4 separate regions of the Mus musculus genome follow, and regions 1, 2 and 3 are each linked to region 4. Evidence: chromatin contacts called from public Hi-C and HiChIP or PLAC-seq data. All regions are on one chromosome and are shown on one strand. The core of a region is the stretch at or near the end of the contact, and the rest is flanking DNA. Distances in the headings are between cores, read along the strand shown. Region 1 has its middle 37 kb from the start of 3930402G23Rik. Region 2 overlaps 9530052E02Rik (RIKEN cDNA 9530052E02 gene). Region 3 overlaps Col4a2 (collagen, type IV, alpha 2). Region 4 has its middle 13 kb from the start of Gm15418.

Evidence for each region. A called contact is a pair of places that touch in the nucleus more often than the background predicts. HiChIP or PLAC-seq counts read pairs in DNA pulled down with a chosen protein or histone mark.
Region 1: a Hi-C map of liver shows a contact between it and region 4, with 3 times the contacts expected there. The contact joins two enhancer-like sites. A contact is called at or near these places in 10 of 39 promoter capture datasets (the 3T3-L1 cell line, 3T3-L1-derived adipocytes, the C10 cell line and 7 more), 8 of 484 Hi-C or Micro-C datasets (the AML12 cell line, the HL-1 cell line, bone marrow-derived macrophages and 3 more) and 7 of 115 datasets of contacts at active chromatin or transcription factors (cardiomyocytes, double positive thymocytes, extraembryonic endoderm stem cells and 3 more).
Region 2: a Hi-C map of muscle stem cells shows a contact between it and region 4, with 2.2 times the contacts expected there. The contact joins two enhancer-like sites. A contact is called at or near these places in 1 of 15 datasets of contacts at CTCF or cohesin (large pre-B cells), 12 of 484 Hi-C or Micro-C datasets (the C2C12 cell line, the G1E-ER4 cell line, bone marrow-derived macrophages and 6 more), 3 of 115 datasets of contacts at active chromatin or transcription factors (embryonic basal ganglia, forebrain and pancreatic cancer cells) and 2 of 9 other capture datasets (embryonic stem cells and embryonic tail).
Region 3: an HNF4G HiChIP or PLAC-seq map of pancreatic cancer cells shows a contact between it and region 4. The contact joins two enhancer-like sites. A contact is called at or near these places in 6 of 39 promoter capture datasets (3T3-L1-derived adipocytes, the HPC-7 cell line, embryonic stem cells and 3 more) and 1 of 115 datasets of contacts at active chromatin or transcription factors (pancreatic cancer cells).

The regions. Positions count from the first base shown.
Region 1 is chr8:10,963,263-10,968,511 of GRCm38.p6, forward strand. No RefSeq gene overlaps it. Among named protein-coding and RNA genes, the nearest start is that of 3930402G23Rik, 37 kb to the left of the region's middle. Within about 2 kb of position 2,234, at least 111 of the 459 cell types and tissues checked have an H3K27ac peak or open chromatin away from gene starts, as enhancers often do. A contact at or near this core is called in the AML12 cell line, the HL-1 cell line and liver, where this site is marked.
Region 2 is chr8:11,043,337-11,048,632 of GRCm38.p6, forward strand. It overlaps 9530052E02Rik (RIKEN cDNA 9530052E02 gene), which reads left to right. Exons shown (of 5, transcript NR_046017.1): 2 at 1,318-1,473. Among named protein-coding and RNA genes, the nearest start is that of Irs2, 37 kb to the left of the region's middle. Within about 2 kb of position 1,580, at least 19 of the 459 cell types and tissues checked have an H3K27ac peak or open chromatin away from gene starts, as enhancers often do. A contact at or near this core is called in muscle stem cells, where this site is marked.
Region 3 is chr8:11,370,687-11,376,819 of GRCm38.p6, forward strand. All of the region lies in intron 4 of Col4a2 (collagen, type IV, alpha 2), which reads left to right. Among named protein-coding and RNA genes, the nearest start is that of Gm46030, 34 kb to the left of the region's middle. Within about 2 kb of position 1,590, at least 65 of the 459 cell types and tissues checked have an H3K27ac peak or open chromatin away from gene starts, as enhancers often do. A contact at or near this core is called in pancreatic cancer cells, where this site is marked.
Region 4 is chr8:11,171,988-11,177,375 of GRCm38.p6, forward strand. No RefSeq gene overlaps it. Among named protein-coding and RNA genes, the nearest start is that of Gm15418, 13 kb to the right of the region's middle. Within about 2 kb of position 1,439, at least 82 of the 459 cell types and tissues checked have an H3K27ac peak or open chromatin away from gene starts, as enhancers often do. A contact at or near this core is called in the AML12 cell line, the HL-1 cell line, liver and 2 more, where this site is marked.

The sequences.
Region 1 (5,249 bases), core at 984-3,483, 210 kb before region 4:
TGAACAATTTCTTCATGAAACTCAAGCTAATGGCACAAACAGCGATTTTTAAACAATCAGACATTCTAATCCAATCCAATCCAGAGATGGTACTAACCCAATACTTATATGACAGTAGGGAAATATGAAAAGTATTCGTTTCCCATAATTAAAACTTTATGTTCCTTTAAAAACACAGTCAAAACATGCAGCTCACAGCATGGAGTAGACTTGAATCTGAGCTGATGTATTTCGGGAGCATTTGTTGGCCTTGTATGGTGTGATGTCACGTGCTACACATGGATACACGTATGGTCCTTAGATCCAAGGCTTCAGTCACCTCAGATTCATTACATGGATAATTGTGAATTAATGTCTGGGTGCTGCTTGTCCAAGGCTTTTTGCTTTGTTCCTGCTTGCAAGTGTCCTGTTTCCATCCATGTTTGACTCACGACACACAGTTTAAGGAGTCGGCCTTGAGAAGGCAGAAGGCAGCAAACAGCGCTGTGGGCCGGAGAGATGCTTAATTGTCTGTCTTCCCAGCGAGAAATCTCTGGAATCAGCCCCCTAACCATGTCAAGTATGCAGTTTTTTAAGACAAATATTTTATTGAGATGAAAAGAAACACGTGTCTAAAGAAATGAGATGTCAGTGGGCGTGCATGGGTGTGCAGTGTACACACTCACAAAGTACCACAAGTCATGTCACATACATATAACCACACACATTAGTAGTCATTGTCTGTAGTCATTAGGGGTGAATGGTGGGGGGAGGCAGAGGGGAGGTGGAGAAGGCATTGAGAGGAGAGAAGGGAGAGAAAATCTCAGTGAGGATGAGAGAGAAAAGAGAGAAGAGAGAGGAGAGGGGAGGGGAGGGGAGGGGAGGGAGAGGGGAGGGGAGGGGAGGGGAGGGGAGGGGAGGGGAGACAGAGAACCATGACCACTGCGGTGGAGATCCAATCACAGTGTTAACCGCCACTGCCAAAGACTGCATCCAAGGTTAGTCTTATTCTTAGAAACGGTAACTAGTATTTCAAACACAGCATCAAATGTAACTTAGCAACTCTCCATTAACTTTTACCTACAGAGAGGGACATTACCTCTTCTTAGAAACCACCCAGTGCGTTGTATCACATTTACAAAAACTTGGGGTGGAGTCCAAAGCAAGAATGTATCTTTAGAGTTCAAGGAATTTGGTACCATCTATGGTAGCTCAACACCTGAAATCTGTGCTGGATTCTGTTTACAAACCCATGAAAGGAGACGTGTCCCAGGGTTTCGAAGGGCCAGTGATCCCAGGAAAAGACAAGCAGCGGCCCTGGGGATCTTACTCCATCTTTAATAGTACCTCACAGCTTGTTAGACACAAAGTCCCCTCCTCAGAGTTAGCCTCGCATAGTCCAACAGTCCAGGAAGGATCTCTCAGTTCTCAGGCATCAGTGAGCCAGGGGAAGGCTAGTGCTGGCACAGGGCTGCAAGTGTTTCTTTGGCACCATCTCACAGATGACCTGTTCTCTCTCTGCTGGTCGGCTAGAGGACAGAATTTTGCTATCTCTTTTAAAACCCAAGTGCAGCCATTTGGGCCCATTTCTACATCGGTCCATCAGTCATTCACAACTTAGTCATTCACACAGTATGCTCGCTCAGGCTGTGGGAGGAGAGGAGACAGACGGAGCACCCCACCCCAAGGGGAGTTTTCTGAGCTGTGGTGTGTCCGGAACTGTGGCTAAAAAGCAGAACAGAGGCCACAACGGCCACAGAGGCAATGTGTACTGTTGCTATTTGATCTTCCAAACTTGAGACCTGGGCAGAACCCACTTCGTGTCCCCAGTATCAGTATAAGAGAAGGAGCTGAAGTCGGTGTCCTGTGCATTGGTGGCAATAAGATGACCGTGTAGATTTTTAAATCTACGGAAGAAATGAGCAAATATTGATGTAGAGGAGGGGTCTCTGCAGGACTTTAAAGGAAGAGTCATCCAAGCAGACCAAGAGAAGGGGGGACACATCTGTGTCACCTCCAGCTTCCCCCTACTCAGTCCATGGAACAATCTTGTTTTCTGACTCCTGCTTCTGAGCATCATTTGCTCCAAACGTCTGTGTAAAAGGGAAGCATTAAACGAAGCTCCTGGGTCGGTAATTAAAGGCAATGATTTCAGCGGATAGAGTTTTGTTTTCATAATCTGCTCTTTGTCTGCACAGAGCCAGCTCTTGGCTGCATCTGCCACCGCTGGCCTTTGCTCTGTTTACTCTGAAGAATGAGGCGCTGTTCTGTTTGTTTCTCGTTTTCAGTCTGTAAAACTCTGTTCTCTTGGTTCTCTATTCCAGGAAGGAAAAAAAAATAAAAGAACAAGGCTCTTTAAATATCACAGCAGTGACTACTCACCCATACACACAGCCTCAATATTAGCGATGACAGACACTCAGGGGAATGTGCAAGAATTTTCCCGCTGCCAGCCTTGCTCTGGCAGGTGGACCTCAATTGAGAAAAGCACTTTTTATTCAGCTGTCAATCACTTGGTGTACCTGGCTGCATTGCACCACTGTGTGTGTGTGTGTGTGTGTGTGTGTGTATTTCAAAAGGTCATTCACCTGTCTTAGGGTTCAAAGGGATTGTTCCTTTTACTGTAGGAGTCACTGTGGTGATATATTAAGACCCAGCTAAGGAAGGTGACTTAGTAATACTGTGAGATAAGAGTGGGAGGAAAGATTAGGAGTGTGTGCACAGAATCCCAACAATGAAGAAAGGAAAGGGGGAGGGAGGAGGGGGAGGGAGGGGAAGTAGGATGGGGAAGGAGGGAGGGAGAAGGGAGGGAGAAGGCAGAGAGGGAGGGGGAGGAAGAGGGGTGGAGTGGAGGCGAAAGGGAGGGGAGGGGGATGGAAGAAGGAGAAGGGGAGGAGGGAGGGGAGAAGAGAGGGAAGGAGGGAGGAGAAGAGGGAGGGAAGGAGGGAGGAGGAGAGAAAAAAAGGAAAGAAAAAGACAAACTGACATACATACAGACAGACAGACAGATACATTCCTCTGTTGAAAAGTGAGTGAAAGGGGACTGGGGTGTCTGGCACACTGGCAGAGCGCCTACCTTGAATGTGCAAGGCACTGAGCTCCTACTCAGACTTCATTTTGAAAATGACACCCCCTCCCTCCCTCCCTCCCTCCCTCCCAAAAGAAAAGATGTACATAGGAACCACACCGAGGGAACCTTGTTACAGAAGAAAGGGAATTGGGTAGCTGAGGCCACTACCTGGTTCATTTTCTCCACATCTTCCCTCTGACAGTGAACCTCCACTGCCTGCTCAGATCACGGGTGCAGGTCAAAGCAAGCAGTGAGTCACGCCAGTTTCACTGCCTGTGTAGACTGTAGGTTGTGATGGCTCTTCGCTGAACTTAAGGCTTTAGCTAGCCTGCTGAGTGGCTGTGTATGATAGCGACTGTTAACTATCAGCTTGGCAAAATCTATCATCATCCAAGGATGGGCCTCTGAGCATACCTGTGGGAGATTCCCTTCGCCCATGCCCACTGATGTGGGAGAACCCATCTTCACCGTGGGCAGGACCGTTCCCTGGGCAGGGGATCTGGGTTATATTGTAAGTCTCTGGTGAGCCTTAGCTTACTGGGGACTCACTGAGTGAACGACTCAGAACCTGGAATGGATGCTAAAAGCAAGAGGAATTTATTGTTCCAACATGTTGGGGTCACCCTGCACATGGAGAGAGAGAATGACCATGCACAGCCTGTCTGGCCAGCCTTTATACAGTTCTCCAGGCAGCAGCCATTAGGCACAATGTGATTGGCAGAACAGTGTGACTTTTAAACTGATTGGTCTATAGGGAATGAAGTGGGTGGCCAACAGTCATGGAATGTGTCTACCCCTACCCACAGGTGGCCAGTGGTCAGTCCCTCCTCCCTGTGGTCTGAGTAAGGTAACTAGTCCCTCCCTTGCAGAGGGAGGGGTGCCTATGTTCTTTATGACCTTTCACTTCCAGGAGGGGAGGGGTCCAGAGGAATTTTCTAAAGTTCCTGAACTGACCTCTTCAGAATAAAACAGGAGCTGAGTGGAGGGCAGCCTGGGCTCACTCCATGTCTTGATTGTGGCTACCGTGTGCCCAGCTGCTTCAAGCTCCTGTCTTGATTTCCTCACTATGGCAGGCTGTACTGTGAGCTGATAAAATGTGAGCTGTGAACTTTTCTCTCCCAGTTTGCTTTGTCTCTGTCTTCTATCCCAGAAACAGAAAACCAAGGATTCCTCCGAGCACTGAGGACATATACTGTGGGCCTGGGGTAGACTCATGAAACAGTCACAAGGGTCACTTCCTATATGCCCACATCACCTCACTTCTGGTGAACAACAACAACAACAACAACAACAAAAAAAAAAAAAAAAAAAAAAAAACCTTGGCTCCACAGCCTGTGCTAAACCAGAAAAATCCAGGAGAATGGAGCATAAGAGAGTCTGCTAAAAAAAAAAAAAAAAAAAAAAAAAGACAGGCTCTCGATCCGTAATGATGGTGTTTGAGGAAAAGTGCAGCTGACCTGTAATAAGCCTGCGTTCAGATAAAGGAAACTGCCGTCTGCTGCTGCATTAAAATATTTATACTTATGTGGGATTTTCATAATTATACAACAACGGCTCACGCTGACGTTTATGCTGTTAAAACGCTGAAGTTTACAATTTACATGTCTCAGGTACCCATATGTTTACAGGCTACGGTTGTGGAACCTGAGAGCCTTCAGATTAACCCCAGCTCTTCCAGGACAAGATTCTGAAAGGCAAGTCCTTCCCAGGTGTTATCTGTCTCAAAGGTAAAAGCAAGAGGCAGAGTTCGCACTGCAGACACTACCAACAGAGACATGGGCACGCAAAACAGGCTGCTTCCTCTGTGTGTGAGGGCAGGACACAGGAGCCAGAACCTGTGGCATGGGCCATGCACGCGCCATCCGCTGGCTGACTGTCTAAGGATTCTTTCTGGGCCTTGAGGCTCAAGCTGCAGCAACTCTTTACCTCCATAGCAATGCAGATGAAAGGGCAGTTCTGCCAGTCCAGCTTCTCCTGCCAGTCCAGCTTCTCCTGCCAGTCCAGCTTCTCCTGTTATTGACAGGCTCTGACAGAAGCAATACTGTCCATAAACACACATGGACACCAGGACTCAAACCAAACAGAAGCTCAGATAAAACTAGGAAAAAAATAACCCACACTAATTTGCTGAGCTCCAAAATAGAGCCAAATTCAAAGCTTTTACTGTTGAAACTACAAACAGAACCTCGGATTCAAAAAC
Region 2 (5,296 bases), core at 330-2,829, 130 kb before region 4:
AGCCTGGCCAACGTAAGTAACCATACATATGTATGTCTGGCCTCTTCCCAGATGCAGCAGGCATTTAAATTAGCTCCTCATCCCTGAGGCTTAGCTGTGCCCTGCGCAGTCATTTTCTATGGCTAGTGCTGCTCTTCCCCACACGTGGAGAGCTCTGAGAGAGAGCCGAGCCGTGCAGTTCCAGGGATCCACCATTGGCCCCAGACTTGCTACTTTCAGATCTGCCCTGGACCTTTCTCTTGAGTGTGCAGGTCTTCAACAATTGTTTGATTTTTTTTTTTTTGTTTGCTTGTTTCATTTTTTTCACCTCTTACTTTATTACCAGCAGAGTTCCTACTGACTTTGGGCAATAACACTGATATTTCAACTACGCAACAGTGTAACTTGAGAAATGCTGCTGGCCAGGAAGAGAGAAGGCCATGGAGCCTGTCTGGAGTGGTTCCACCCCATGTGTTCCCATGGACTGCAGGCCCCCTTTCTGAATGTCAGGGGAACCAGAGCAACTGAAGTATTCTCAGCATGAGGTGCCTGTGCTCTCAAATTTCACTGTAGTGACAGTGAACGTCACGTATGGAGCTGGAGGAGAAGTCTCGGCAGTTAAGCAGCTGACTCTACTGTAGTTCCCAGGACCTAAGTTGTTTGGTGGATCACAACCACCTGTAACTCTAGTTACAGGGGGAATTCAACTCTACCTGTAGGCAGTTGGACTTATGCCTGTGTGACTGCACACACACACACACACACACACACACACACACACACGTGTGCACACACTACCACCACCATGAGAAAATGTTCCTTCTACATGGTCATAAGACTAATCTAAGTATTTTGAATCATAATATTTATGTTGAGCCCTGATTTTGTGATGCCTAGAGCAGCCATGTGGGTCAGCCCTCAGCAGACCATGACTTGAAGGAGTTGTCAGTCATGTGCTTGAGGCATCTGTTCTGTCATGGGACACTACCGCATTGATCCCCCGTTAAAAAAAAATAAGAGAAACTGCCAAGGACTAATGAGGCCCACAGGTAAGCTGCAGACCCAAGGTGTGAGACTTGGGGTGGGGCAGCACAACACTGCCCTTCATTGCCTGGGAACCCAGGATCAGAACCCATCCTTCCTCGAATCTGTCACTGACCATGGAGTGAGCAGTCACTTCACCAAAGTCATTCTTCTGTGGATAACACCGTGGGCAACAGAAGTCCCTGCACATGCGTCCAAGGGAGGGTGACTGAACTTTCCCTCTGTTTCAGACTCAAAGATAGCTTGTGTTGCTTCTGCAAGATGTCTTACCATGTGGCTATCTTCCCACTTAAGAGTTCGAGGAACTTCTGGAGTGCCATGATGACCTTGAAGGTGACAATCCATTCCTGGAATGTCATGACAGCTCCCATGTGACAGAGTGAAAGCGGTACGCCAGATCCACCGCCCAGATGGCAGGATGCTTACAGAAGGACAGACAATACAGTGCAGGTAAACACTGCCGCCCACGAGCTTCTTTTTAATTAAGGGAGGTTGCCCTAAGCCTGGCCAGGCCTGCCCCACGTTGTTCTTTGCTTTCTGTGTGGGAGTAGCCTTTCCCCTGCGCATTCCTCTTCTTTGTAGTCACCCTCTTCTGATACGCTCATTAATAAACCCAGAATAGTTTTTCCTAGTGCAAAACCACACTAGCCTGCAGCGACGCATCTCAGAGTGGAGAGTTCGGCTTTCTGGTCACTCCTCTGTGTTCAGACTCTAAGTTTTCCCTCACAGACGGGACCCACAATAACACCTGGGCAGCCTCATTCACCTGCCCACCTGCTCTGCTTGAAATCTGCCAGAAAGCAGAAGCGGAGGGGTGGGGCGGGGGTTGTCTTGTGTACTTCCACCGTGGCTTTCTGCTTCTCACCAGAGGAGCTGGGAAGATACTGTTTCAATTCAGGAGAGTTAAGTGGTAACTGGTTTTTTGGTCTGGCTTTGTTTCATTTCAAATTGGGGTTTTCCTTCTTTGCTCTGTCCCTCCTGTCCTGCTTTAGACAAGCTGTTCTCTGAAACTGGGCAATTAATTGCATGCAGTCAGCACATCCGGGCAAAGATGTGGCATCCACGAGAACTGCCAGTTGTAATAATTAAAATCATGGCCGACTTCATAAAAGTCTGTGTAGCTAGTTCTGATGTTGAAACAGTTTCTTTTCCTGTTGCTGTGATAACAAAACACCCTGACAGAAGTGACCTAAGGCCGGGCGTGGTGGCGCACGCCTTTAATCCCAGCACTTGGGAGGCAGAGGCAGGAGGATTTCTGAGTTCGAGGCCAGTCTGGTCTACAGAGTGAGTTCCAGGACAGCCAGGGCTATACAGAGAAACCCTGTCTCGAAAAACAAACAAAAAAAAAGTGACCTAAGACAGAAGGTGCTCACTTTTGCCTAACATCCACCCAGGCAAGGAAATGATGGTGGTGGGAGCTGGAGTGATCACGTGGTATCCCTAACCAAGAACAGAGGACAGCGATGTAGATGTGGGCTCAGCTCCCTTTCCCTGTAAAGTGCAGATCCTGACACAGTTAGAATGGGTCTTCCCACATCCACTGATGTAATCAAAGTTTATGTAAGCTTATATTCCAGGTTATTCTAGCTCTGTCAAGTAGACAGCATTATCCATCACACATACAGCAAACAAACGTTTGTGGCATGTACCCCTTACCCTTAACCTTTCAGGGTCAGGCAGACGGCACTCAGAAACATTGAGGAAGGCCAGGATGGGTCTAGTAGTTTGTGATCAAGTTGCAGTGGGGTATCTTGGATGCTGACTGACTTTGGCAGCCAAGAGATTTATAGATGGGAAGGGAGTTTCCATGAAAAATGTGTCAGAGGTTGGCTACTTTGGGGGAAGCACTGAGAGCAACTTTGGATGTGTGGGGACTCTAGTCCTGTGTGCATGAGGAAAGTGGACCCTGGATGGGAGGGGAGAAGGCCATGTATGAACAAGTGTAGAGCAAGGTCCCTTCTGTATGTGATAGGGAAACGGGACACTTTCATGCAGACTCAGGGCATGCAGTCAAATGTGGAAGAATTCTCTAGTTCATGGAGGCTGTGTATTAGTCAGGGTTCTCTAGAGTCACAGAATTTACGGATAGTCTCTATATAGTAAGGGAATTTGTTATAATGACTTACAGACTGTAGTTAAACTCCCCAACAATGGTCAGCTGTAAATGGCAAGTCCAAGGATCTAGTAGTTGCTCAGTCCCACAAGACTAGGAGATCCAACAGATGTGCTAGCAAGTAAATGCAAGCAGGCGAATCTTCCATCTTCCAATGTCCTTATGTAGGCCTCCAGGAGAAAGTGTGTCCCAGATTAAAGGTGTGTATCACCACGTCTGGATCTGGGACTTGTTTTGTCCCAGGCTGCCCTTGAACTCAGAGATCTAGTTGCCTTAGTCTCCTGGGATTCATAGCCACTATGCCTCAAGATCTCCATGCCAAGATCCAGGTTGGAAACTTGCATCTCCCAGCCTCAAGATCTAGATCACAGGTGAGCCTTCCTCAATTCTAGATTGTAGTTCATTCCAGGCAAAGTCAAGTTAACAACCAGGACTAGCCATCACAAGCTGTGAGCCTAGAAGACGTTGAAAAGACCGATGACATTCTGAGAGAAGCAAAGCTGAAGAAATGGACCTGTATGCGAGGCCCTTGCTTAGACTATTAGAATACCTCTCAGCCTAATAATTGAAGAACGAAATGGTGGTTCACACCAGAGGAAAGGCATATCGGCTTCTCTCCGAAGAGGTGAGGCTTGAAACCCTGGGAAACCCTCTTGTCCCTTGGCTAAGGCAGAAGATTGAAAACATTCTCTGGCTGAGTCTAAGACAGCAGAGAGGTGGAGGGAATGGGCTGAGAAGAAGAAAGGAGAGCAGAGCAGACTGCCAACTGGACAGAGAGGACACAGGTAGAAAACAAACCAGTGAGCAGGAGCATCGAGGAATGCACATGCCCAAAGGCCTGGGGGCCACAAACTTCCCTTACTACAAGGGGTGGGACTAGGTGATCTTTGGATGGTGTGGGATGACTGGTGGTGGGTGGGCGGCCTCAGGAAGGCCTCGAGAGGAGGTGGCCACTAGTAAAACACGTAGTAAGGTTTGAGATGGACAAGAGAGTTCCTGGAGAATTGTTTTGAAGCAGAAAACCAGGGACCACCTGTGCAGAGCCAGTTACAGGGAACACCAGTATATAAGAAAACCTTAAGGTAAGAACTGCATAGGGCTGAGCCTCCAGCAGAGTCCAGATGGGCAGTGGCGGGCCTAGGGAAGGGAGGTGTTTACCCAACAGACCTAGTCGTATCTTTCACTAGAATTTTAAAATAACACAAATCAACTCCTTGGAAGAGATGATCTCTTCCCTCTAGATATGTAAATATTTAAACACATAAGGAAGATATATATGGATAAGAGGAAATTCTAGAAACTTCTGGGGTATATAAAGAGAATAGTGTTCATAGTGGGACATTTTGGGAAGTACCAAAAGATACACAAAAGGCAAGAGGGCTTTCCCGCTAACTCATCATCACCTCAGCTTTGAGTGTGGAAACATGAGTTAACACATATCCAAGAGACCACACAGTCCTCCCAGAAGCATGGAATCCCCCTGTGGTGACCTCAGGGTTTATCAGCACCAGGCCTCAGCCTCTTTCTTTCTAATAGAAGACTCTTATCTCAGTGGTCCAGCTGGTCTTGGGGAGATGTGGTCACTGGGTTTGGGACTGAGGGAGGGCTGGCCACTGCTTCTAAATGTGACCTGGACTGTCCTTCCTGGGGTTTCCTGTGCCTGATCTGTCTGGTGACCAATGAGGCTGTGGCCCCCTCATGTCCTGGCATCTCACCTGCAGACTTCCCAGGGTCTCCTTCATTGTCCTTTTATTAATCTGATTGTCTGGACCGATTTCCCTAGCACATTCTTTGGGGAGAACCTAATGAGAACAAGACTCTTAAGTTTCTGAACATATAATAGCGTTTCAATTTCATACTTAACTACCATGTGCTGAAATAAAGAGTATTTTTGCTGCCTTACTTTTCCCTCTGGTATAACAAATATCATTTCACATGGCTGTTAGAATTTCTGTAGGCAATTTGAATTTCTTTTCTTAAAAAAAACCCAAAAACTAATTTCATTGCTCAGATACCCAAAGGGCTCCCCTGCCTCCTTTTCTTGCAGTCAGGCCTTTGGATTAGATCCTGGACCTGCTGGTACCACACACTTGAACATAGGGTTCTGTTTTAGCTTTTCATGCTAAAAACACCATTGGTGTTAAAATGTTTCCTCTTTAT
Region 3 (6,133 bases), core at 340-2,839, 200 kb after region 4:
GTGCAAGAGCCAGAGCTAACTCTGCCTGCCTTCCTGCTCCAGGATGGACCCTTCTGAGCTGTCTCCAACCATCAGGCAGTTTCCTTGGCCACCACCAGGATGACAGATAGAGACCCCTTCACGAGTTCTGCACATACCAACCCATCTCTTCAAGAACAGTCCATCCAAGACTTTAGCCCAGCTAGACCAGACCTGTGTCTGGTAAGAGCTGCTCAGTCCCAGGAAGTCTCCAACCAGGGGCAGGTTTTCAAAGAAACCCTTTGGAATGCTTTTGTCTTGAAGGAGAAGCTGAAAGGGGCCGCAGGTCTTTTCCACTCCCACGCCCACACAGCGTTTTACCAGGCATTTCGTATTTAATAGGAAGATTTCTTTTTTAAGAAACCTCCCCTGTGCCATTGACTAATCTACAGTAATGATGACCACCTGTACAAGTGACTCCAGTTTTTAAATTAAAGAGTAACACCTTGAATATGCTCCGAGCTATACCTCCATGAGCTAACTAACTCATTGGAATCTCCGGTTCCCTTAGAGGTAATCTAGGAATTGGTTGGCTTCTATCAAAGTTGGCAGCTCCTTACTTGCAGTATTAGACAACAGGAGGTGAAAAGACTCCCCAAAGACCTCATTGTCTCTTAAAACCAAGAAATCCTGGTGCCCCCTCTTCCTCTACACCCCGCCCCAAGCACAGTGACCCAACCCAACCACAGCCAGTTCATGCACACACATCTGGATAACTGTGTTTCCTCAGAAATGTTGAAACTTTTAAAAATTAAACAAATCCTACAGAGAAACAATTGTTAAATCCGTTGTTCAAGGGCCTCTGGTATGAGCGCGTGCTTCGTGGCTCCTGCCACAGGAAGGGATTGTCCCAGCAATGCACAGGAATGGTGTCACAGCCTCGGGCACAGAGATGTGAGTCTCAGATAAGCACCTTCTTAATGCTTCTGGGATTTGGGTTGAGGAATGCTCCGGGTAGAGTAGAGGCCAAGCTTGCACACTGTCGGGGTCATCTGCCTCACTTCCAGGCAGTGACAGATAAAACGTTCATCGTATAAAGCACACTGCTAGGCTCACCCCGACATCTTATCATTGATTGATTGTGGTAGATTTTATACTGTCACCTCTTCGTGGGCTTTATTTTTCTTTCTAAGGGCTCGATGCATCGATCGCTTCCTTCAAAGGGACACTTTTGCTTTGGGGCTGCTATGGTCACATTGCCTGGCTTCCCCAGGGCTCAGTCCTCAGATGAGAAAACAGAAGCAGTGTGGTGGTCTAGAAGGATTTGCGTTCATCAGCTCCTACTCAGAGCCAAGGTGCTTCCTTCCACAACGAAGCCTTTCCTGAATCCCCAAGGTCTTCACACAGGTGCTCTGGGACACTGGAGGACCTTTTTTTCTGAAAACAGCTATAACATGGCTTTAGCATCTTGCTGGTGAGCCAAATGGAATAAATTCTTTCCACGGCACATATAAAGACTTAAGGAGGAGAAGCGAGACTTGAAGTTTGCACAGAACAATGTGCACCGGTCTTCCGCCTGCTTCCCCAGAGAGAGCTCTGAATCACAGCCTTGCTGATGAGTAAGTACAGAAGCAGGTGCTGTGGACAACAGGCGTGAGTCACCTTCCTCCTTAGATACTTGACAAACATACCCGCTTTATTTATGGAAAGTCTTCACAGTTGCTTCACAAATTACTCAAAGTGTGCATGCTAACGTGTGTGTACAAGGTACGAAAAGTGTGTCACACCAGGTAAAGAGGAGTAAAGGCATCAGGAGATACCACTCTGACAACTGTGCTGAAGGGCTCTCTTAAATAGATATGGTAATAGCAAGGAGTTTTACCAGGAGAGATTGACAGCACACACACACACACACACACACACATCTCTTGATTAATACTCAGTCATAAGAGGTTGTCATTTATGGCCAGTCCAGTGTCTATAGTAGAAACTGTGTGCACAAGTTCTACTAATGCTCTTAACTCACCTCAGCATTAGGATCCCAGTCAAAAGCCAGGCATGGTGGCACACACATTCAGTCATAGCGCTTAGGAGGCACAGACAGGATTTTTGTAAGTTCAAGACCAGCCTGGTCTACATAGCATTTTCAAGGATACATAGTAAGACCCTATCTCAATAAAGTGTGTGTGTGTGTGTGTGTGTGTGTGTGTGGAGAGAGAGAGAATTTGGCAAAACAAAATTTTAAACTTACATTATAAAGACCACTTTAGAGGGGCCACACTAAGAATAGCCCGTTTATTTTTTTCAAATGCTTAGAAAGAAAGGTGCCCAAGTCCACAGTGGGATTCTTGTGGTGGTGTCTGGACTGACTGGGATGGGTGCAGTGGGGGAGCACTATTTTCCTGTTGCTTGGTTGAGTTAGTCATAAGCAACCTTCTTCACATGGCCCTTGGGAGCCCAGAGGAAGAGAGGGAAAGGAGCTGCATTTAGTGGTTCCAGAAAGTGCTGTTAGACAAACCATATTCTTTAGGAGTCTGCATTTGGAAACTTTGTATCCATTTGACAAAGGTTCATCTGCTATAGTGCACTTGTGGCGTTGACGGCAGGCTTCCTGGGTTTGTCTCAAGTCAAAAAGAGATTTACTTCATTTGAATATTCAGATTGGACAAGGTTATGTATACACAGTAAGCCAAAAAATTAATACGGCAAGACAATCGATGACTTTCGTCTCCCCTCATTTAAACCGATGAACTCGGGCACCAAGAAAGTCACTCAATTTAAGGACCTGCCCCACTGTGAAGAGTATAAATTCTGTCCTTTTTACTCTATACAGGAAATATGTCCAAACAAAGTTAATGGGTCTGTGATCATCCCATGTCAGAAGAGAGATCAGACCTGCCCATAAAGGAACAAAGATGCCAGTCTTTATACACACTAGGTAGCAATCTTAAGTAGACTACAGGAGGACTATGTAGAAGAAAGTCTGGAGAGAAAGTTCTACCAACAGCTACTGTCTTGACAGTTCAACAAGGATTTTGATGCCCTGTTAAAGTAAGGTGGACTCTAGAGTCTTCCTTCTCTCTTCAGTTCTGTGATGTCACGTGTATGCCACACGTGTGCCAGAGCCATCGCTCAGTGGTGTGAGAAGCCCAGAAGTTCAGATAATGCTCAGTCGTGTTAGGGAATTTCCAACGAATTGGCTTCTTAGAAGACACACTTGGATGTGTCTGCCAGTGTGAGCATGTTCCAACAGGAAGAGAATCATAGCTGATAAAAATAAAAACAAAACCCTCACACACAACCCACTCAGCCATTCACAGCCATGTCATCAAACCCTTTAGGGGTATTGATCTCTCTGTTATCTGCAAATATAAGGGAAGCGTGTTCCCCGTGGGATCAGCATGCGGATTAGAAATAGAGTTTGTCAGACAGCTAGTAAGTCATGAGCTGCAGGGGACAGAGAGGGCCTGTTGCTGCCCCATGCTATTAATAGCTATAAGAGCTATTATCGCCATTCGTTGCATCGGCCTGTCCTTATGTTCTGTATTAGCTCTCAGACCCAGTGAGCATCGTTGTGTAAGCATCTTCACAGGAAGGAAGGTCCTGGTCTGTGATACACACATCTCACTCATCACAGGAAGCCGGCCCTCTGTGCGGCCTTCTGGGTCCAGGGCTTCTACGAAGGGTTCTGCTAAAGGTGCAGAAGCGAGGAGGTTGGATGTTCCCTGGGAAAGACCTTTGCCCAGAAAACTTACTTGAATGGACCATCTCAATACCCAAACACACCAAGTGTGCCACTATAGCTGGCCTTTGTATGTCATGAGGAAAAGCCTCTCAGACATCCAGAAAGTCCTGAGCTGGATGAGGTCATGTGACTGGAATTCCGGAGTCGGGCTGACAGAAACCCACCAGCTTCAGCCGACTGTCAGAGTGGGAGATCTTTCTCCACACAGGTGGGCAGCACCACCACAGGAAAACCACCTACTAACCACATTGGCCGCTGGCCTGCAGCATCCCCCACCGACCTGGGCAGTTGCCTGCCTGGCTGCTGGTGGCACCGAATTGGGAAGGAGCACACGTGGCCCAACCCTGACAGAGCCCTGAGCTCTTTTCTAAGTTTAGAAGGCTTCGGAGACTTTTTGGTTTGGGTTGTTCTAAATTCACGTCAGCCTGGGAGACTCAGAAGCCAACACTGAAGCCAAATGAGCAGTCTTTCCTGGCGGGGACACAAGACCCCGGATTGAAGTCAGGCATCTGAGGCTTCTCCCTCCCTGGGGGCAGCAACGTACAGCAGCCCCCCTCCCCCACATTCCACCCCCTCCTGGCACCCTCAGAGGGCTCTGCGGAGCACTAGCTGGTCACCTAGTTCTGACTTTGTCCTGCACCGTGCTCAAGGCCCTTTGGGTCTGTTAAGAAGTGATGTTGTCACAGCATTAAGGGTGTGAGCCTTTGCTGTTGCTCGCCTGCCTTCCAACAACAACCCCAGGGTTGTGTGCAAAATCCACCAATTGTATGAGCAGAAATAGTCTTCCTAGTATCCCTAAGTCATGATTATATTTAAGAAAATCCAGGGGCTAGTAAGATAGCTCAGTGGTTAAAGAGCACTGACTTCTCTTCCAAAGGTCCTGAGTTCGATTCCCAGCAACCGCATGGTGGCTCACAACCATCTTCAATGTGTTCTGATGCCCTCTTATGGTATGTCTGAAGACAACTACAGTGTACTCATGTACATAAAATAAATAAATAGATCAAGAAAGAAAGAAAGATAAAATAAATAAATAGATCAAGAAAGAAAGAAAGAAAGAAAGGAAGGAAGAAAGGAAGAAAGAAAGAAAGAAAGAAAGAAAGAAAGAAAGAAAGGAAGGAAGAAAGAGAAAGAAAGAAAGAAAGAAAGAAAGAAAGAAAGAAAGAAAGAAAGAAAGAAAGAAAGAAAGTTAGTTCAGTGCTACCTTTACAATATAACACCAAAAATCCCCAAGGAGAGAACTCAGGGCCGAGGCTTGATTTGAACAGAATCCCTAAGAGTATACCTCAGTGGCCAAAGATAAACTGTTATGTTCTTATTTATATGCCCCCCTGAAACCCTAGACAGCTCATAATAGCTCGGCACTGCCCCTGGGCAGAGAGAGTCCCAGGCCCTGCCTGCATCTGTCTCCTCCAGGAGGCTCCGCCGGGTGTGGCTCCCACTGCAGACACCACTACTGGAAAAGGGAAGGTTTCTGGGCTTCTGGCACTGCCTCCTCCCCTCTGCCCGAAATCCAAGATTTATTTTTACCCATTGAATGAGAAAGAGAGCAAGTCCTGTGATCCATCACATTCGGCGCTGTTGAAACATTTCTAAGCCCACGAGCAAGATAAATTGCAGCTGGGAAGAACGTGTTTATAGAATAGGAGTTTTTATCCGTCGGACAGCAGTGCGTTTTGGTCTTAAACCTGGCACCCAGAGACAAAACTTCCACATGGTGATTCAGCAGAATGCCCCGTGCCCCACGCAGACACCAGGGTCAACTCATTGCCTGCAGTCTAGCTTGTGGGTGGCACAGACTCCAATTTTTATATAACTCAAGGGAAAACTCTGACGTCAGAGCCCATGGGTGATGGACAGCATCGCCCAAACTTCAAAGATCTGTTTGCCACTGCTTCCCGGACCTCCCTGCCTCTCAGAGACACACTCCTCATGTTACCCTGCCAGCCATGTATTGAGCGGTCTCTGCTCTGCACCCTACGGGAGTGCTCTGCTCAGGGCTCTCCTGGGATTCCCACTTCCAGCCCCTGCTGAGTGAGCATGAACCCTTCGATCTCCCCTCTAGGGTGCTTGAAGCTGGGTTGCCCAGCCCTCAGAGCTTCTGGCTCCAGGCCCACCTTCCCTTGTTTGTGGCACCTTCACTTGGGCTGAAGGTGAGGAGACAAGCCTCCAGCTCATTCAGGGCATTGTTCTAAGCCAGTGTGAAGCTGTATTGGAGACCTGTAGAGACAGTGCAGGAGCCAGACACCTCACCGCCCAGCATTCGGAAGTAGCTATGCCTCAGTGTTTAACAAGGGCTGTGTCCCCCGCCCCACCCCACATACATCATATATACACACACGAGCATTATCTACACACAAGCACACATACACACACATACATGCACACCACACACACACAAGCATACTCACACATCCACAGAGAAAGAGG
Region 4 (5,388 bases), core at 189-2,688:
CAGGAACAGGTGAAGCTTGGAACAAGTCTAGTTAGCCAACAGTAGGATATCATTCCAGGGGTCTTTCTAACTAGGTGGAGCCTCACAGTCATGACCATAGTTCAGAGGTGCAGGGAGTGAGGTTCAAAACCATCTTTGGTGGCTTTTCTGGGGACTCTGAAAAATTCCCAGGGACCCAGGCCTTTCTGCTGCTTGGCTGCATTGTCTTGCATTCTGCATGGCTGCGGGCGTGTAAGGCCCAATAAGGAGCAACTAAGATTCTTGCTGTGTGGTGAGCAGCAATGGTGAGAGTCTGTGAGGATCTGTGGGCTGGGATGGCTGTGGATACAGAAGACAGGTCCTCCTCAGGTTCAAGGGGGCAAATAACAGGCCTAAGGCAGGGTGAACTCACTTGCTAACATGGAGAGTGACAGAGCTGGGATTCCTGGCTCACTCCGTCTTCTGAGCTACTTTAAAGTTCTGGGATGATTTGTCAAGAGGAGAGACGGCTCCTGGTTGGAACCGTGGAATCAACTGCAGAACATCTGGTCTGTGAGAGAATGGTGGGTCCTGCCCAAACCCATCTTCAGAGTCGTTCTATATCCTAGAAGGAATATAGAGTCTGAGGGCCTGTGCTGAGCAGACCCTAAAGTAGGGCACACAGGCCTGAGCAGTAAATTGAAGCAGAGGCAAGGTGAGCTTCCAATAAGCTTGGGAAGAGCAGAAGATGGCGGGAGGGTAGTCCTGCCTGAGGTTTATGTCTTTACAGCTGTTGTTTATTGAGAGGAAACTGAACAGTGTTTAGTAAATAGTCTTAGGGAGCACAAAACCCTCACAGCCTTGCAAAGGAAGCATTGCTGGGTGAATTACACCACCAAAACGGCATGGTCAAGTCGACAGCAGTTCAGATGTCACCTCACAAGGACATCCGTCTCTGCAGCTATGACAACTTAGAACAAAACGAGATTTTGATGGCCTAGCCAGAACCCTGATCCATCTAAAGAGAGAGTGGGGTGGGCACACACAGAGAAGAAGTGACATGGACCATGGGGCTAGGACCAGGGTACCACAACTGGATCCACAAATGCTAGAAGCAGGAGCTGCCTTCCTTAGAACTGCAGCATGACCTCGCCTGCACACATCGACAAGCAGAACTAGAAAAGGATAAACTCCCTCTGCGCCCTTCATTTTTCCAGGTAAGCACAGTGAGGTCAGAGCTGGATACTCAGCAGGGAGCTACAAGGGGACTGGAGGCCAAGGAGCACTCTATCCAGCTTCACAGTGGTTCTGCTCAATGCCCCTCTTTGAGGTTCTCTATCCAACCTGCAATGGGAATCACTTTCTGCAGGACCAACGGCCCCTCCAAGGAACAGCTGGGAGGAGAGGCACAGGAGACTCCCAGGCTGCTGAGCCTCTGGTCGCATGCTGCTGGCAGCTGTGGGCTCACATAGTGCCAAGTGCTCGATTGAGTGGTTGGCATGCCTGGCATCCTGGTTACTCTCTGTGGACGCGGGTGAGTCACAGAGAGAGCGTCACTCCTGCTCACGTCAGGGCCACACCAAGGCATCAGACCCAGGGACACAGGAGCTCCTAATAGAGACACATGCAGCAACTCAGGCCCGGGGATCACCCTGGAAATCATGTGCACTCCCTTGTCACCCACCTAGCGTGCCAAGGTGTCCTTTACAGGACACCACAGAAACCAAAGAGGGCACCGTGGCAGGGAGCCCAGGGCTGTCTTTTCCTATAACTGTAGCCAAAGAACATGGGTGGGGGTGGGGAGCAGAGTCAGGGGCTGGCACTGTGGTGGTGGGGGTGTGGGGTGTGGGTGCTGGTGTTTGTTCTCATGCTCGTGTGTGTGTGTGTGTGTGTGTGTGTGTGTGTGTGTGTGTGAGCATGTTTGAGTGCTCGCATGTGTGTACACTCGATTATGCTTATGGGTGGACCCATATGGTGGTCAGGTGCTGGCTGCTCAAGAGAAACCACAAGGAAAGCAGGAATGGGCCAACCAGGAGATGACCTGCCCTTTCTGTTCAGGTTCAGGGCTGGAAAAGAGAGTGTCTCAGGCTGTGCCGCTTTGTGTGGAGTGTGCTGCCCCCTAGGGCAATTCGGAAATAGAAACAACCCCCGGCTGCCCTTGGGTGATTTGAGGCTCTAGAGTTCAACAAGGAAGGGTAGATGGGGTGCAGTGCAGAGGATGCAGTTCCGGGGGAGATTGGGGTACAGTCGTAGCTTTAGGGTACAGGGAAATGGGTGGGGTGTAAGAATGGAAGAATGAGCACAGGAGGGGGATGGCGTGCGGGGGGAAGGATGGGGTGCATAAAGGATGGGGTTCAGGGAGAAGGATGAAGGACAGGAGATTATGTGATGTGAGGTTATGGGGTGCTTGAGGACAATTGGGTTCAGTGAGCAATGGGGTACAGGAAGAGGATGGGTGCTGGGCTGGAGGCAGGTTCTGTCCCACAGTGGAAAGAGGCAATAGTACCTTGACTCTGCACACACAACTGAGATGCCCCTCTGTACCATTCAGCCCAAGCTACCACTTTCTGGCCTCTGGAACTCCAGGTGCTTTCTGGCTCTGTATGTTAAGAGACTTGAGTGGTCCGTCCCCTGATCTCTGGGAACTTCACCAGGGGTGGGTTTACCTCTGCGTTGTAAGTAGTCTTGACTAACAGAGCACATGATGGATTGAAGGTAAACCTCCTTTTGTGGCATTTCCTCAAGTGATGTAGCTATAGCTGTTGGGTCAGATGTGGTTCTTGACCTACCAAGAAGAGCAGCCACTCCGGGGCTGCCAGGGACTTGGAAATGGATTTTCCATTGGGGCTTCCAAAGGGAACCATCCTTTGATAACGATTGGCTCAGCTTAGAGAGACCCTCGCCAAACATCTGACCTCCACAAAAGTGATGGTTCTCATTAGTAAGATAGCAATCATTTGTGGTTCATTAGTGCAAAGAGGTATCAAGGGAGATGTCTTCATTCCACACTTCTGGGAGTGAAGAGGCTTGTAGACAGGAGAGAGTCATGAGGAACGAAAGACAGACCGTAGATGCCAGCATTAGTTATCAGTAATTGCAGAGGTGTGCCCAGTTAAACTCCTTCCAGCTTATCTCCTATGACGGCATCAAGGACTGTCTGGGCACGTGTGCCTGCAGTCATGCGTCCAATTAGCCACTGATCCCTTGTTTGGATATTCTTGGGGGAGGAAAGGGTTTAGTTTTCCCTTATAATTGTAGTTCATTACAAAGGGAAGCCAGGGCAGGAACTCAAGGCAGAAAGTGAAGCCATAGAGAAATACTGCTCATTGGCTGAGTCTCCATAGCCTGCTCAGCCCGCTTTAACAAAACAAACAAACAAACAAACAAAACCAGCCCAGGGTTGGCACTTACCCTCAGCGAGCTAGGCTCTCCCACTTGTATCATCAATTAGTAGATCGCCCCACAGGCGATCTGATGGGGGTGTTTTATCAATTGAAGTTGACATGATGACCCCAGCTTGTGACAAATTGACAGAGAACTAACCAGCACAAATGGATTACAATAACTAAAGGGGAGACATTGAAGCAAGAGGAGAGGTTGCTGGCCAGAAGAGGGGGGTCGTTAGGAATGGAAGGGGTATCGAGGAATGAACACTTTTAAATATTTCACAAATGTGTCTAGTATTATTTTAAAAAGCAATTTTTAAATGAAAAACGGACAAATAAGAAAAGAAAAGCAGAGGCAATTCGCTATGGGATGGAGACCTACAGGTTAACGAACTGAACGGAGGCCTGTGTGCCTTTAAGTGGCTTTTCCTTTGAGCACCCCTACTCTCTTTCTGGGAGAAGAAACTAGGCACAACAAAAGCTGAGAGACCCAGAAGTATTCATGTCAGCCATCTTTATGACATAAGATAGACATGCCCACGAATGTTCTAAACTTTCAATACATCTCCATTCCCCGAGCGAGGCATACGTAACCCCCACCCACCCACCCACCCACCGCAATGTATCAGCCATCTTTCTTTCTTGAGCTAGGACCTTGAAGTGAGCATGCTCAGTAGTGTGCATCTCAAACTGAGCAGGCTCGGGAATGTGCCCGCCGCAAACCGTTTTCCAAGAGGAGTTGTTGTCAGCTCCAAAAGTTTCCAATCTTCCTTTGTTAGGAAGGAGTCTGCTTTGGCAATGATGCCGTTGCTCTCTTTCCTTGGAGCGGGGGGGGGGGGGGGTGCGCGGGGAGAGGGGAGTGAATCTTCTCACCATAACTTCTGGATAAGCTTGGTTTGGCTTTGCCCTCCCCAAGAGGAAAACCCATCAGTTTAGGTATAAATGCAGCATGCATAGCACGCATCTTGTGCAAGCTTTTCTCCAGGAATAGCAAGAGAAAAGAATAAAAGCATGTGATTTTTATCTCCTTTTATGTGCATTCAAAAATACCAGAAGCCCATGAACAATTAATCAGATATTTCCTGGGGCAGCGGGGAAGAAGCTCGTGGAGGAGGTGGGTAAATATGGAAGAGGAGGGTGCTTTCACAATGTTCCTTTTTGATGTATTTTTGAATCCTGTGAATATGTTACCTATTCAAAATATTTTATTAATTTTTTTTTAAATAACAGGTTGAACAAGTTTCTCTAGGCCATACCCCGTGAATTCCAGACCTTGAGCTGACACGCTCTGAGATAGGCCTCTGCTGATTTCCCCACTGCCCCATTCCTGCCCTTTGGGTGCACCACAGCAAAAGAATTGTGGGTAGTAGAAGCTGGTGTCCGTGGAGGGCACGTCAGAACCTCTCTGTGCTGTTGCAAAGGCCACCGCTTCACTGTCATGCCCACTCCCTGGAGGAGTAGACATAGGTAGAGTGAAGCTGAGTCTGGGTTGAGATAAGAGTCAGCCAGGCAGAGGATTGGGCACACTAAACGGCCTGTTAACATCCTAAGGTTGCTGTGGCAACACAGCACAAGTCGGGATTCCCTCCAGAAATCTACTCTTTACTGTCTGGGACTGGAAGCATCAACAGAAATGTACGTACCCAGTCTGGGGAAGGTGGGACCTCTCTTACCTCATCTGGTTTCTCATTGCTGCAGACCCCTCTGCCTGGGCCCTCTGGCTTGCAGGATATGATTCTCGGGAGGACACTCCATCTTCACAGTTTTCCGTGCACGGCTGGCTCCACATGAGGTCTCTTCCCATAGACATCAATACTGTTGGGTTCAGAGCCCACCCTGTTCTGTCATGAGCTCTGTATAACTCTATCTGCAATGACCAGAGAAGGTCACTGTCCTGTTTCATTTTTTGTTGCTGTGATAAAAAATACTCTGAAAAAAGGCAAGCAATGCAAAAAATAAATAAAGTTGGGGGGATTTAGTTTAGAGTTCCAGGCTACAGTCCATACCTTTCTTTGTACAGAAGTTTAGATAACAGGAATGTGAG